Regions from separate parts of the Mus musculus genome. Here region 2 is linked to region 1. Evidence: chromatin contacts called from public HiChIP or PLAC-seq data. All regions are on one chromosome and are shown on one strand. Each heading gives the region's core, a stretch centred on a gene start, on an enhancer-like site or on the middle of the called end of the contact. The rest is flanking DNA. Distances are from core to core; before and after follow the strand shown.

Region 1 (2,700 bases), core at 87-2,586:
ATTTACTGGCTGTTTGGACCTGGTGTATTAAGAAAGTAGCCGAACTCTTTCAATGGCTCAGAATCCAGGAATGGTGAGGCTCATATTCTATGCTGTGTGGAGGGGAAAAAAGGAAGAGGCTGTCCTGAGACAGAGAATAAAGCGATTAGAGATCCCTGATGGTGCTCAGTCACTTGGTTCTAGCTGTTTCTGAGATTAATACAAATCAGTCCTTCTAGGCCCAGGTAGCTCCACATTGTCTGGAACGTGGTTAGTGACATTTTGACCGAATTCATCTAAGCTGGTTTTGACTACGTTGGAACCAAGCACAGACTAGATGACTAAATAAGTGATTTTTTTAAGCTGCAGCCTTTAAATAGGATTAACTTGGTAGACGTAGAGTCTCTATTCTTGAGTTTTTAGCAGGCATTCTACCTAAGCCGGCATTCTGAACCAGGCAGACAAAAACCTTACCTCCCAGTACATTCAAAACACAGCTGCAACGGACTTCCCGTGGAACCAAATGGAATCAAAGCGTCTCCGAAAGTATTTGAAAAAAATCAAATTAAAACCTAGATGTTTAGTAGAAATACTCTTTATAATCACATGTGTGGATCAGACTCTCATAATGGCATGAGGTATGTTGTATGAATTATAAATTTGTAACATTTTCAATGGGCACACATTACTTCACTATTCATGTATTTCAGTCCACCCATGCCTTTTTTATTTCTTTTTCTTTTTCTTTTCTTTCTTTCTTTCTTTCTTTTTTTTTTTTTTTTTTTTGAGATAGGGTTTCTCTGTGTAGCCCTAGCTGTCCTGGAACTCACTCTGTAGACCAGGCTGGCATGGAACTCAGAATATTTATGTATTTTCTATTTGTCAGTATTCTGATTTGGCAGTTTCTGGAATCAAGAATTATGACAGAAATTTCTATAACTTAAAAATTATGCAGTCTTAGTTATTCTGTTATAGAAGTAAAAATTGAGACAATAACGTATATGATACAAAGACAGGCATTTGAAGGGGTAGCTGTAGATCACGCATTTGCGCTGACTCTGAAGCCTCAACATCCCGTTTCCCGGTCCTTTCCCGGTCCGGCATCGTTTCCTTTCCCCTTTGAGTGCAAAGAGGAAGTCTTTGTGTGTGTGTGTGTGTGTGTGTGTGTGTGTGTGTGTGTGTGTGTGTGTGTGTATTTTGTTTTTTAAAGCTACATGTTTTTCAACTTCTTTTCCTTTTAAGATCCAGATCTTTAAATCTTTCTGAAACAGGAAATGTCCCACTTCCTACGGGAATCCATTTCCCTCGGGCTGCAAAAGGGCTGGCTCATCACTTGCCTGTCTTAAAGGCGGACAACTCCTTAAACCAGGGAAAGGTGACTTGATGAGCTGCAGGGAGGGAGTGGCTGGGGTCCATTGTGTTCAGCTACTCAGTGCTTATCTCGCAGAAAACCTGGTTAGGAAACGGGAGTTCTCAAACAAATACCACAAGAGACAAGGAGGGGATTTGTGACAATGCTTCCTTCTGAAGGAGGGACCAAAGCAAGAGGAAAGAGAGACAAAGTTGAGAGCTGCCTTCAGAATGTTGACGTCAAGAACAACAAAATAATTGGAAAATAAGAGTTCTGACTAAGAAAGCAAAGTTGCTGAGTGGCATGGAAAGTGCAACCTGTTTATACCCAAACCAGTTTTTAAAAACATACTAATATAACAAGTATAATAAGCAGGTATTTTATTATTTTAGTATATATATTATATATACATATATGTGTGTAATATATTATATATAATTATATATATAATATTTTGTGTACATATACAAAATCATATAAAATATTATATATAATCTTTAATGATTTTTTTACTATTTACATTTTTCACACTTTTTCTAATTAGATATTTTCTTCATTTACATTTCAAATGCTATCCCAAAAGTCCCCTATACCCTCCCTCCTGCCCTGCTCCCCAACCCACCCATTCCCGCTTCCTGGCCCTGGCATTTTCCTGTACCGGGGCATATGATCTTCTCAAGACCAAGGGCCTCTCCTCCCATTGATGGCCTACTAGGCCATCCTCTGCTACATATGCAACTAGAGACACAGCTCTGGAGGGTACTAGTTAGTTCATATCGTTGTTCCTCCTATAGAGTTGCAGACCCCTTCAGTTCCTTGGGTACTTTCTCTAGCTCCTTCATTAGGGGCCCTGTGTTCCATCCAATAAATGGCTGTGAGCATCCACTTCTGTATTTGCCAGGCGGTGGCATAGCCTCACAGGAGACAGCTATATCAGGGTCCTGTCAACAAAATCCTGCTGGCATATGTAATGGTGTCTGGGTTTGGTGGCTGATTATGGGATGGATCCCCGGGTGGGGCAGTCTCTGGATGGTCCTTCCTTCCTTCTCAGCTCTGAACTTTGTCTCTGTAACTCCTTCCATGGGTCTTTAATGATTTTTTACAGTCCAGTTGTTACCCCATTCTGGTCTGCCTCTGACAGTTCCTCATCCCATTCCTTCCTCTTTCCCGAAGTCCCCTCTCAAAGAGGATCCCCCCACCCCCACTTCTCCACTCCCTGGGACCTCTAGTCCCTCAAGGGTTATGTGTGGCATCTCTGACTGAAGCCAGACCTGGCAGTCCTCTGCTGTATATACATGTCAGGGGCCTCAGTCCAGCTAGTATGTGCTGCCTGCCGAACCAGTTTTTTTATTCATTCATTTTAGGTTGCA
Region 2 (2,700 bases), core at 89-2,588, 270 kb before region 1:
ACTAATAACTGAGTTCTTGAGCAAATGTCACTGATTAGCCTAGTTTTCTCCTCAGATGAAATTGGAGATGTTATACCTACCTGGGTTTGTTGGGTATTTTTTTTTTTTTGTTTTTTTGTTTTTTTTTCGAGACAGGGTTTCTCTGTATAGCCCTGGTTGTCCTAGAACTCACTTTGTAGACCAGGCTGGCCTTGAACTCAGAAATCCGACTGCCTCTGCCTTCCAAGTGCTGGGATTAAAGGCGTGCGCCACCACTGCCCGGCTTGTTGGGTACAGTGACACAGACACCTGGAACTACTTTGAAAAATGTATAAACAGATATTATAGTCTCCCCAGTCTATAATAAAAACTTAAGGCTAACATCAGATACTTTCTATATTATAGGCATTGTGCTTAGCACATATGTCTCATCTAATCTTCAAAACAACTTTAGGAGGTTGAATACTGTTATTATTCCCATTTTATAGACAAGAGATGTCTCAGGGAAAGGGAGCCTGTCAGGCAGTAAAATAATATAAGTTTCCAAAGGCCATACTCATGAAGTGGATTATAGGCGTGGAACCAGTTAGCAGTGGTGTCAACGATTTTGAATAACTGTCAGATGTGCATAGAGAAACAGTTTAGAATCTGGCAGAAGTTGTTGGATAATGACTGATTCATAAGATAAACGAAAGAAATCATAGGACTTTTATTCTATATTTACTAAAGTAAAAAAATCAGCCTGGTTATTGGCTTAAGTCTGTAAATCCCAGAAGTCAGATCAGAGGCAGGAGAATCTCATGGAGTGCCAGGTTGGCACCTTGAGCATACAGAGGAGGTGGGGGTGGGGGCAGGGAGAGAGGGAGAATTACACTTTGTTTCTTCTATGTGCCAGTTCCGCATAGACTCAAATGGGTACTGCTTGACCTGATGTGTGTGTGTTCGCGTGCGCGTGCGCGTGTTTCTGCCACTTTCCAGCTGCCTGGGTCTCCGGCTTAGGCTAACTTCCCCACTTTTTGGCTTGTGGTCTAGTCGAGCAGAGCTCTGATCTAGACAGTGATGCAATGCCTCTCCCTTTCTGGTCGCCCTTAGCTTTCCTGGACAGCAGATAGGGAGAGACCCTATAACCACCTCCCTCCCGAGGGCGAACCAGCAACTTCTCCTCTCCGCCTCCGGTCGTCTTCCCACACAAAGTGACGGCGCTGCCCCGCCCACCTCCGCGGGTCACCGAACAATCCTTGAACTATATTTCCCAGAGGGCCAAGCGGCGACGCGCGCTCACTCACTCCAAACTACAGGTCCCAAGATGCATCACGCGATCGCGTCTTCTACTACTGCGCAATTGCGGAACCGCCTTTGCTTTCCGGCTAGTATTTAGGTGAACGTTATTCGTGGTTTGCTGAGGTCCGAGGTTTGCTGAGGTCGGAGGTTTCCAGAGGTCCCAGGTTTCTGTGAAGCTGGTTTTGAGTCCGTGCCCGTATAGGTAAGGCTTAAGGATCCCAATTACCTTTGAGAAGCCCCGGCAGATTTTGGTGTCGGAGCTAACTAGACCCAGAATTGTGGTTCAGAATTAGAAATAGTAATTTAAATTTCTTTGGTAGTTTGTTGTTTGTTTGTTGTTGTTATTTCGAGACAGGGTTTCTATGTGTAACCCTGGCTGTCCTGGAACTCAGAAATCCACCTGCCTCTGCCTCCGCCTTTCAAGTGCAAGGACTAAAAGGCGTGTGCCACCACTGCCCGGCAGTAGTTTCTAATTTACAATGTTTTGTTTTTCCAACTGTGGTCCTTGTTATTCCCGGCCCAGCACCGTTACAAGAGGACGTGTAAAAGCCCACCATATAGCAGCTGGGGAGTTGGTTCAGGTATTAAGTCGTTGGATTATAGTAAGTAACTACTAGTAGTCCCAGAGTTGGACATGCAACTGTTTTCTGAGTCTGCACCCAGTGTCCTGTTCTTTGCATACGATTCAGAGCTTGTTTCGTGTTGGCTAAGGGAGCTGGACAATGGGCATGTGTTACTTTGTTTTCCAATAGAGTGATGGAGGAAAGACTATGCAATTCAAATCTCCTGTTAGTTACATCGGTAGGTAGTTTTCTTTTTATGTCCTAGTCATTCACTCTTACTTTTTGTTGAGGTGTGTTACTATTCCACCTACCAGAGGCCCAGGAGCAAACAAAAATACCTTTACTGCTGGATAGTGGAGGCGCACGTGTTTAATCCCAGCACTTGGGAGGCAGAGGCAGGTGGATTTCTGAGTTCCAGGGCAGCCTGGTCTACAGAGCATTCCGGGACAGCTAGGGCTACACAGAGAAACAAACAAAACAAAACAAAACACCTTTAGCTTCTGGTTGTGGAGAGACTGGCTGTAAACAGTGAGTCTGGCAGCAATAAGAACTGCAGAAAAAGATAAAGGGACTAAACCAGTGGAAGATTTTTTTGAATAGTGGCCTGATGTGGTGATTTAATCAAATGTTTAATTTGGGTCCTAGGCACGTCAGCTTTACTGGAAAGATGAGCGAGGAATCCAATGATGACAAGAAGCCAACGACTAAGTTTGAACTAGAGCGAGAAACAGAGCTTCGATTTGAGGTGGAGGCCTCTCAATCGGTTCAGTTGGAGTTGTTGGCTGGCATGGCGGAGATCTTTGGCACAGAGCTGACCAGAAACAAGAAATTCACTTTTGATGCTGGTGCCAAGGTGGCTGTTTTCACTTGGCATGGC

The links. HiChIP or PLAC-seq counts read pairs in DNA pulled down with a chosen protein or histone mark.
Region 2: a contact with region 1 is called in an H3K27ac HiChIP or PLAC-seq map of extraembryonic endoderm stem cells, with 6 times the contacts expected there. The contact joins the promoter of Clp1 here to the enhancer-like site in region 1. A contact is called at or near these places in 10 of 39 promoter capture datasets (the C10 cell line, the HPC-7 cell line, HPC-7-derived erythroid cells and 6 more), 2 of 15 datasets of contacts at CTCF or cohesin (the NIH/3T3 cell line and large pre-B cells), 5 of 484 Hi-C or Micro-C datasets (B cells, CD8 T cells, embryonic stem cells and 1 more), 15 of 115 datasets of contacts at active chromatin or transcription factors (the 230-238 cell line, acute myeloid leukemia, bone marrow-derived macrophages and 11 more) and 3 of 9 other capture datasets (adipose tissue, liver and pancreatic islet).

Annotation. Positions count from the first base shown.
Region 1 is chr2:84,458,502-84,461,201 of GRCm38.p6, reverse strand. All of the region lies in intron 2 of Tfpi (tissue factor pathway inhibitor), which reads left to right. Among named protein-coding and RNA genes, the nearest start is that of Tfpi, 14 kb to the left of the region's middle. Within about 2 kb of position 1,336, at least 28 of the 459 cell types and tissues checked have an H3K27ac peak or open chromatin away from gene starts, as enhancers often do. A contact at or near this core is called in bone marrow-derived macrophages, embryonic stem cells, extraembryonic endoderm stem cells and 1 more, where this site is marked.
Region 2 is chr2:84,725,925-84,728,624 of GRCm38.p6, reverse strand. Clp1 (CLP1, cleavage and polyadenylation factor I subunit) reads left to right here and starts at 1,338. Exons shown (of 3, transcript NM_133840.3): 1 at 1,338-1,462; 2 at 2,469-2,700. The coding sequence starts at 2,491.